Regions from separate parts of the Callithrix jacchus genome. Here region 2 is linked to region 1. The links are chromatin contacts, called in public Hi-C maps. All regions are on one chromosome and are shown on one strand. The core of a region is the stretch at or near the end of the contact, and the rest is flanking DNA. Distances in the headings are between cores, read along the strand shown. Region 1 holds the start of CHD1 (chromodomain helicase DNA binding protein 1). Region 2 holds the start of RGMB (repulsive guidance molecule BMP co-receptor b).

What was found. A called contact is a pair of places that touch in the nucleus more often than the background predicts.
Region 2: a contact with region 1 is called in a Hi-C map of skeletal muscle, with 2.6 times the contacts expected there. The contact joins the promoter of RGMB here to the promoter of CHD1 in region 1. A contact is called at or near these places in 2 of 3 Hi-C or Micro-C datasets (both in skeletal muscle).

The regions. Positions count from the first base shown.
Region 1 is chr2:111,809,415-111,814,461 of calJac240_pri, reverse strand. It overlaps CHD1 (chromodomain helicase DNA binding protein 1), which reads right to left and starts at 3,048. Exons shown (of 35, transcript XM_078365870.1): 1 at 2,656-3,048; 2 at 462-662.
Region 2 is chr2:111,970,589-111,975,635 of calJac240_pri, reverse strand. RGMB (repulsive guidance molecule BMP co-receptor b) reads left to right here and starts at 1,986. Exons shown (of 5, transcript XM_002744783.7): 1 at 1,986-2,174; 2 at 3,147-3,213. The coding sequence starts at 3,209.

The sequences.
Region 1 (5,047 bases), core at 1,799-4,298:
AGCACCTGAAATGTATCTAGTATGACTAAGTGAATTTTGAATATTTTGTAAACGAAGTTTAACTAGCCACATGTGGCTAGTGGTTACCACACTTGACAGTACAGGTATAGAAGACAAAATGCAGGAAAAAGATGAGCGAAAAAATTCTTACTGCCTTCATTTAGAAATTTCACTAACACTCAAAATAATTTAAATCTCGCTTTTACATGCTTCAGCTTAAATTATTAGCTAAAATATAAACTTCCAAATAGATTTAAGACCTACTGTGTATCTGAATTAAAAAAATTAAATTTGTATTACGAAAAAAGCCTTGTATATTAGAATTCTTTTAGTATTGAATAGCTAAGAGGAAAACCTGAAAACTCTGCTACCAATGAGGAAAACTAAACAATAATAATAAAAATTAAAAAATCAAGTTTTCAATTCTCTTCAGAGAAAACAACTGAGAATAAAGTGCTTACCTTGATTCTCCACTACTGTTTCTAACACTTTCTTCATCACTCTGTCCATTCATTGTAAATTATCAAGAAGTTTTAAAGTAAAATACAAATCTTCCCAGTTTAAAAGATGAATATAAATATTAACTCCTCCTTGAATATAAAAATTCACAGATGAATTTTCTTCAACATTCACAGGTTTCCTGGGACTCTCCTTTGATTCACCTAAAGAAAATACATTAACAAATTAAGAAAACTTCCTGCAGAAAAAAGGTAAATATACCTGTTTAAAACGTACAAATCTACACAGGCCAATTAGATTAGAAGTGGTACGGAAAAAGTGGGGGCCTTTTATTAAATACTTAAAATATCTAGCTATCTAGTAATTACACTCTAGACCTGACTACTAACTAGAATTTAGTATGCTACTGCTAATACACTTCGGACAGAAGAAATTAAAATATTTGTGGAGTGATAAGACTTTTAGAGACTAATTGCCACTGTCTAACAATGTGTATATATATATATATATATATAGACTACTAAAGCAAGGTGGTAACCCATACATACATCCCAAGAGTAGATAACTGAGTCTTATTAGATAACTTGGTCAAATAAATGAAAGGAGGGAAAAGATTACTTTTGATAAAACCCTCATTCCTATCACCAAGAACTTCATATACCTGACTGAGAAAGTTTTGAAAATGCTCCCATGGGAGGAACAGGCAAGTAAAAGGTATCACATCATCTCAACAAAAATGCGTAAGTCCAAATAAATATGTTCTTTCACAGGTAAACGGAGAGAGGGATAAAATTTTAAAAATACTTATCCAGTTTTTCACTTGCTTTTTATTCTGCGGGAAAAAAAAAGTAATAGAATATACAGTATATCTGATTTCTTCAGTAAAAGATTTGGGGCAAGAATAATTATCCAAGGCACATCATTTCCACCTTTCAAGACTTTAGTACAACACTGGAGAATCACCTACAAGCCATCCACGAATAAACAAAGGAGATCTCTGGCAGGGGAGGGAGAGGAAGAAGCGGGGGAAGGAGACGTCAGATCCTTCCCCAGCCAGAAAGTACCGAGACTGCCATCTGAGAGCAGAGCTGTCCTCCGACCTCAGCAAAGAGAATTCACTCCTACGATTATTTCCATTCCACAAAAGGAGGAGGGAAACAGACTGTTACCAACTCAATCATAGCAAAGTCTGCATCTAGATCAGGATGCTAATTCTCTAGACTACAGTCCAGTAGACTCTGCAAGAATAGGTTATCTAAAAAGTAATCATTCTACTCAACACATTTATTCCTAATGTTAAATATTAATCTCAACCCTAGTCAAAGAACCTTACTGAACAATTAAGTCTTAAAAATCTAAGTACGCTAACAAACTGCCTTTCCCGTTTCTTCGTTTAAAAAGTTCACTCCCTTTTTTGTTCCTTTTCACCGTCTTTTCGTCCCTCAAAATGGCTTTCTCTGAACATTTTAACTTCCTTCCCCCCTCCATCTCCCTTATCCGAGTAAGTCCTGTCTGAGACCCTTTTCACAACCCTAGTTCTGAAGCTCCAAGTGCACAACAGCTCCTCGTCCTCTCAAGCATCTCAACAATGACTACCCTAAGTTATTAAACCTCTTCAATCCTGTCTTTTAGCAGTTGCTCTGCTCCTGATAAGTTTTTAAAGCGGTACTCTAAAGAGGTTTGGAAACCATCCTCCTCGCTCATCCATCCAAATCGCTCCAATCAGCCTCCCTCGCGGACCTGCCCCCCTCTCCCAGGGCCTCCTTCCCGGTCCGGGAGTCCCTCTTCCCGCCTCAAACTTCCCGCAGACCCGCCCCGCGCCCTCCCAGGCTCGCTGGAGCCGCCGCCCCCTCCCCTCCCCCTCCCCGCCGCTCCCCACGTGCTGGGAGCCCGGGTCGCCGCAGGACCGACGCACGGGATAAGTGCTCGCCATTCGAGGGTCTCCTCTCGCTGCCCGGTCGGCACCAAGCTCAAGAGGCCCTGGCAGGGCCGCCAGGCCAGCGCGAGGATGCGCTCTGCGGCCGCTGGCCTGTGCTCGCCGCTCACACGCCCCCTGCGCGCCGGGCCCGTACACCGCCACCGGCCCTCACAGAGCCGTCCGGCCTTCGCCCGGACGCTGGGCCGCCGCCCGGGCACCGCGCCGCGCCCGCCCTCCACCCGGCCACCTCCTGTCCTCCCCGCCGCCCCCTTTCTTACCGGCAGGCTTGGCTGGGCGGAGGGAGCCGACTCGGGTCGACGGCCTCCCCCGCGCCCAGGATCTCCGCCGCCGAGTCCTAGGGCTCCGGGCGTCTTGGGGTAAGCAAGAGTCCGTGCGAGGGAGGGGGAAGGGGGAAGACGCGGAGGGGAAGGGGAAGCCCCTGCCCGCGGCACCAACGCGCAATCCCCTGCGAAGTGGATCCAACAATCAATTCATTATTGAAGCACCAAGGGCGAGCGCAGCAAGAACTAGAAGTAACGAGTCGTCGCCGCCGCCGCCACCGTCGTCGCGCGCGCGCTCCCGCTCCCGCCGCTTATCTGCCCCCGGCAGCCGCCATGACGCCGAGAGAGCGAGCGAGCGCAACCGTCTTCGTCGTAGCCGCCGCCGCCACCGAGGTCGCCGTCGCCTCCGCCTCCCGCGCGACGTAAGCGCCTGTGCTCACTCCCCTTCCTGACCGAGCGCGAGAAGGGCGAGCGGGCGCGCGCGCGCACGCCAAACCCTTTCCTCTCGCGCGCGGGCGGAGGGAGGACGTTGAAGAGTCGTGGGCCTAGGAAAAAAGCGATTGGTGCTGGGGCGGGCAAAGGGCAAGTGCGCGCACGCGCACGGATGGGAGTGCGCACGCAGACTGCGCGGAGGGCGCCGGACTCTGGCTGCGGCTGTAGTTTGCTGATCCTCGCTTGGGTACCCGCCCTTAGAGGCCCGGCGTTGAATTCCGGGAAGTGGGAGCTGCAGGCTCGCTCCGTGCGGGTATGGGCGCTAATGTGACTCGGGATGGTTGCGCAAGGACGTCGCCGCGGAGAATGACAAGGAACCGGGGAGGAACGGGGGTGGGGAGAGACAGCAATGGGACTTGGGAAGCCGCTGAAGGGCAGCACTGAATAAGCCTAAAGGGCCCGGTCGCGCGAAGGGTCGGTGGCGCAGGCCTCGGCTGCGTCGGATCGCCAGGCCGCAGGGCCTGGGCGGGGGCTGCTGCGTCACACAGGGCAACCTGGGAACGCCAATTGTTGGCAACCGTGGTGGCCTCTCGCCACCTCTTAGGTCTGAGCGATCTGCGACTGATGCTCCCTCGAAGCTGATGTCTCGCACGGGCGGGGCGCCTGAGGAGGAGAGAAAATAGAGACCCGGTTGTTGACAGCCGGCTAGGCTGCTTCATTCATGTGTGGGTAGCCTAGTTTAGAAATGTACTACCCTTTCTTTCTAGGTTCCTCCCCAGAGGGCGGGGTGAAGGGTGCTGCGCTGAATCGCAACAAAAAACGCTTCTTGAGGGATGTTAGTAACTGTCTCAGCTTAATTTCGTGCCTTTTAGTTGACAGTTTCTATCGTAACTGTAACTGTGGGCCTTAGTTAAATACCTTCAATGTGTTGGATGGTAGTGTACTCACTTTACCCGGTTTTTTGAAAACATTGTTTTTAAAATCAAAATTGTTTCACTTCGTTTTTTTCAGTCTGCAGATCGACTTGACTCGCTCGAGGTTAATGATTTTTGTTTTTTTCTATTTATAGAGGCAGGGTTTTGCCGTGTTACTAGGTTGGTCTCAAACTCCTGAGCTCAAGCGATCCACCTGCCTCTGTCTGCCAAAGTGCTGGAATTACAGGTGTGAGCCACAGCACACAGCGGAGGTTAATAATTTTTAAAAGCTTCTAATCCCATTGTTAAGTTAATGGATTTGGTGTAAAGGCCCACTTTCTAACTCACATGAGTTTGATTGCAGTAAGTGCATTCCCCAAATAATTATTTTTCCTTTGTGGGAAATATTCCAGAATTTTAGACTACCGGCTTGTTTAAACAGTTTGGTTTAAAGCCTTCAAAGAAATGTCAAAACATAACTCCACATACGTATTTACTACATATTGAAGGGTATATTTACCTGGAGGAGTAGGTGAAAGCAAACAGATGCCCATGGCCTTTTTGAAAACATCTATGAGCAATAATTGAATAGCAAAACTACATGGAACGCTGCCATTCTTTGCAATATTAAATAGCTTTAATTCTGAGTTGTGAGGAATAATGAGATCATACAAATCTTCATTTCTGAAGTCCCTAAAGTTATGAACTGAGTGCTAATTTTTCATATTAAGCTTTATGTAAATATCCTTAATGATAGGAACTTTCTATGCCTCTAATTTATCCAGAGAAACTAACCATTAACATATAACGACTGTTGTAATCAGAAGTATAGTTAAGTTAATAAAGTCCTCAGTTACAATTCTGACATTTTATCATTGTCTTATGAAAAGAATTACCGTATATACAATCTGTTTTACATTTTCTGAAAGCATGAGACCGGTTTTTTGTTTTTTTACTACTAATTGTGCCATCAAACATGCTATTCGAAAAAATATCTTGCCCAATTTGTAATAAAATGTTGAACCTTGGAGATTTAGATTTGG
Region 2 (5,047 bases), core at 737-3,236, 160 kb before region 1:
CAAGCTTTCCCAGAGGAAGAACTCAGGTTCAAGTTTCCAAAGTGGGTAGTGAATTTAAAATTCTGAAAAATATTATGGAACTAAGGAAAAATTAAATGTATTACTTGATGAATGCTTTTCTGTGATGATTGACAAGTTAGCATCCAGGCTCCACTGACCAATATTTATGGGAAAAGAGTGGAGGAGGCAGGGAATTCGGGCAGCTTGTGCCTGCTATTTATGTACTGTCCAGCTTAGCAGGAGAGAGAGGAAGGACTGGTGGCATTAAAAAACATCCTGTGGGCTGGCCCACTGGGCTTGCTTTGAACTCTTGTTCATCATTATTTTATGCTGCAGCTTGTCTTTGTGTTGGTGGAAGGGAAAAGAAAAACACAAGAGACTAGCCTTTAGTTTCTAAATCAAAGCTGTGCTTTGCTGACTGCTGGAGTGGCTTTTCAAAAGCAAAGGGTGTGGGGACATTAAAATTCCTTGCTCTGTGAAACAGAAGCTGAGTTGGGTTTTTTCTTCTTCTTCTTAATTCTCAGATGCAGAAGAGTATGTTTCAATATATCTTACATTTACCTTGAAACAATCTCAGTATTTTTTTTTTTTTTCAGTTTGGCACTTGGAGAAGATAAAGCAAAGTGAAAAAACACTAAGGAGGAACCTGCAGCGGGTTGGAGGAAGGGCAGTCATTATCACTGAATTTAAGAAACAGAAGAATATGTAAATTTTACTAATTATTGCCCTTTACACATCCTTTCTTGATAGTGACACGAGGGTCCAAAGACGTTAAATCAGTTGCCTAAGACCCAGACCCAGAAACTCAGGCCTAGACCCTCTTCTGTGTTTCTGTGGATTCCCATTCGCCCTCTTTACACTGCCCTATGCTGCCTCTAGCGTTAGCCCAAGAAACTATAAGGAGGGGCTGTGGGAGGAGAAGGCAAAAACTGGAGAGGGTCATAGATTCCTGCCTAAGGAGGCAAGAAACGACCTCCCTGAGTGAAGATGTTTAAGCATTTGACTTGACTAAGAGAAGCAGCCCGCTCGTTCCAAGGGTTGAACGCGCCTATTAGCTGCCGCTGAGTATCTAGGATGCTTTTTTCCCCCTCTACTTTGGAAGATTAATCTAAGGTAGAAAGTTAATCGCTTTCTTGCCCTCCACGACTTCTACACTGATCGAAGCGACCGTCCTCCCTCTAACATTTCATGGGCTCGTTCTTTGCAACACACTTGCTCTAGGTCTTAGGTGTCCCTTTAAACCCTCTCTTCCCTCTTTATTCCCAAATCTTTTATCTTTGGCTCTCTTAAGCTGTAAAGACACACTGGCACCTTAGGTGGTCAGGGAAGGTCGCTGGATTTCTTCTTTCGGTGAAAGTCCGGAGGATCGTTCCTGCCACTGTCCCCATATTTAGACACACTAGGAAGACCCTCAAGGATCATTTACGGAGAGAACGGGGTGCATTCTGCGGCTGCTGGCGGGAAGCTAGAGAATGTGGCGGGCGGGGGCAGCGCATCTGGCGCCTTGGCAGAGGTGCGGACTGGGAACAGCCCGCAAGCGTCCGCTGCCGCCTGCCCCGCGACGACGCGCACAGTCGCCCACCAGGAATCGGTCGGTGCCGCGGGTGGGCGAACGCAGCGCCGCTGGCCCGGAGGACGGCGCGGAGGGTGGCGCTGGCTGCGTGAAAGGCGTCTTTGTGCAAGACTGAGTGTGGTGGGGGGAAGGCAAAGAGAGAACTGGGCCGGGAACTGGACGCGGAGGTCTGGGGCGCCCCTACGCCCCCAGCTGTAGGCTGTGCAGGAAGGAGCCGGGTAACGCCGGCAGGGGGCAGTGTGGCGATAGAGGAGTTGCTCGGGGGTGGGGGTCTCCTTTAGCCTCTATTTGAGGCTAAAGTAGGGAGAAAGCAGCCTGGAGGAAGCTGGTGGGGATTGGGCTCCCCGCCCTCTCGCCTAGGTGGCGGAGAAATCGCGCTAGCTGGAAGGGCGCAGCTCCTCTCCGAGAGCTCATTCCGGAGTCGGAGAGCTGGGAGTGCGGCCCCCGAGGCGGAGCCTCCCTCCAGCCCCGAGTCCCGCTGCCCCCACCTGGGGGAGAGGGGCGGGCGCCGCGCTGCCTTCCCTCCGCGCCTCGGCCGCGTGGCTTGCGGCTTATTTTCCCAGCTGGCAAGCGCCGTGCTGCAGACAAGGGAATGCCTGTGGTGAGTTGTTTATTTTGCTGAAGTTTGCGGTGGGCCCGGGGGACGTGGGGGGCGAGCGGCAGGCAGCAGCCGGGACTGTTTTGTTTAGGTCTCCATCCACCTGTGTGGTATAAATCTGCCAGCCTCCGGGCGGCGGGGGGCCGGGGTGAGAAAGCCCTGACGTTCCCAAAAGCCCCTTTTCGCCACTTACAGATCTAAGACCACATTTGATTCTCCACGCCTGGAACCAGCTAGATCCTAGTTTCGCTCCCCCACCCTCCAGCCCCCCATCAACGCTTCCCGCACCCGCTGTGTGCAGGGCTGGTGCTCCGCAGAGCAATCAGCGCCCACGACCCAGGGACAGCTGGCCGCCGAAGTCCCTCCCCAGCGCCCTTTCCTGTTCTCTTGAGGACAGGGAAGCTGAGGGTTTAATGTGAAGGGCGCTCATGAAATTCGTGGGAACTTGTTCTGGCTTCTTCTGGCGTGGAGTTCTTTCAGGGGTGTCGGGTCTGCCCCGGACTACAAAATAGGATCCTGAGTTGGCTGAAGTTGCCCAGACTAGGCTGCAGAGAGGTCGGCTGTTGGCTCGCAGGAGAGCCCAGAGGAACCCCTTGAGCTGATGGCAGTCAAGACCGGCGGCTGCGTTTGCCTGCAAGAAAAGCCTAAATACATTAGCGAGCTGGTAAAGCTTTTAAGGCCTTCTTAGGAGCGAGTGGCTGGCTAATGAGAGGTTAATTTTGTTTCGAAGGGAAGGCTGCACTGGTTTCCTGAGATAAATGGACAGGAAGCGCATTACCTCCGCGCGCTGGCAAGAGGCTCCCAAATGCTTTTTGCACCTGCCGTTTTGAGCGGTGAGAGCAGGAGCCGAGCCCGCAGGGATTGCGGGGGCCCGTTGCGTACGAGTGGGTGATGAGCCCCTCACAGGCCCCAGGCTCGCTCCCTCCGGGGGTGCATTGCTCACACCAAGCTCTGGGATTCTTCTCTCACGCCCAGGTCCTGCGTGTTCCGAAGTCCGGGGGCTCCCTGATCCCTCTCCAGGAGCGGAAGGGTTAAGAATGATGTAAGTACAGGCACTTGGTTTCTCAAGTCGCCCGCTTGGCCCTCTTCCAAGTTGTACTTTCCTTCTTTTCTCTCCTTTCCTTTCCTTCCTTTCTTTCCTTACTATTCTAAAGCTTTTTAATAAACTTTCACTCCTGCTTTTTAAAAAAAAAAAATGATGTAAGTACAAACCACGAGCTGCTTGACGCTGCGCTGTCGGACTCCAAGCTATTTCAGCCGCTGCTTTGTATACATAGTAGACGGAGGAGCAGCCAGGGAGCCCTTACTCTAGAATGGATTGCACATATGGAAACCTAGGTGATCTGCTAAGCAGGCAGAGATCCTCCTGTTAGATTTCTGGAAATGGAGACATATTAACTAGAAAACAGTTAAAACATCACGTATAGGTTCAGGAAATGAAACCGCATATTGTTTAGAATCCATTAGTGTTTCTGGCATGTGTTTTAATTCTGTCCACTCCCCTGAATGTACTGTTCAGGTCTCCTCTTTCTCTTTCCTTCCTGAAAACAAAGAGGAAGGGAGAAAGTGCACCAGTGGCAAGAAACATGGTGGATGTGTGAGTTACACAAGTCATCAGTCACTTCATTCTTTTTATCTGATTAAAACATAAAACTTTTATAAGTCATTGATTTTATGTTTGTGTTTTAGCACCCTCTCCGATTTTTCTTTGTAGAATCTAAAATCCTTTGTAACTTGCAGCTCACCGGCTTGAATGGCAGTGCTATAAGCGACCATGCACTATGCTCTTGCTTTCCAAGCCGATTTCTGATCTTTCTAACAGTACCAATTTACCCGCGAGTTGTCAACTGACTTATGTCTTGAAAATAGGAATCACCATGTGGTTTAATTGTGAAAATTAGCATTTTCCTCTAGCGTCTGAACACTTATGCAGCAATAAAAAGTGAATTGTTAGGCTTATAAATCTCGAGCTTGTCAAATTTTACAATAGAGGAGCAATAAAGCACCTTAGAGACAATGAAGTTTTTCCTCAGAACAGTTGTTTCACACCACCAGTATTTGCAATGACTCGAGGACGCCCTCTATTGATAAGGAAATCTAGAGCACTCGTGTACTTACAGAACAGGATATGGGGGGAGGGGAGTGAAAAAAAAATCATATAAAGTCACAATCGGAAAGACCCAAACCAAACTGAAATTTTTGATCCTTAACTATTGGTTGTATGTTTTGTAATACGGTCAATACGGTGAGATGCTTCTTTTATAGGGCCTTGGGTTAAGAGGAAAAAAACATTTTAGTCTTTGTTAGCCAAATACTTTGAAAATCAGTATTATATTTCATTACTTTTTAAAGATACTTCTTAGTATATCATGAATTATATCTCATTAATTATATGAAGCAATTGCAAGATGGTAAATTTTTGCTCTAATAATATTTAGTCCACGGCATTATCTGAAAATGTCATGTATCTTCCTCCCCAAAAGTCATTTCTCCAGGCAACTGTGAAGCTATTATTAAGCATATTATGGATACACACAAGGCTTGGATTATATCGTGGATAGTGAAAGGTGTGTTTACCCCTTGAGTCATCATAGTATGTAATAAGTAAGTAATGAAAAGTTACAGTAAAAACAGATAGGCATCCTTGATTAGGGATCTAGTGGTTTGAGCAATTCACAGTGTGTCTGAGTGAGCTGGTGAGACAGGAGGTTTGCCCCTCAATTATCCTAGTCCATTGATTAGTACATTTAAACATGTATGGAATATCAACATGTCCGTGGTTGATATGAAATTCCTAATTAAATTAGAGATTCTGAGTAATGTAGCGGGTAGAGTTGCCAGCAACGATTTGGGTGTTAGTGGATTTTAAATGGCAG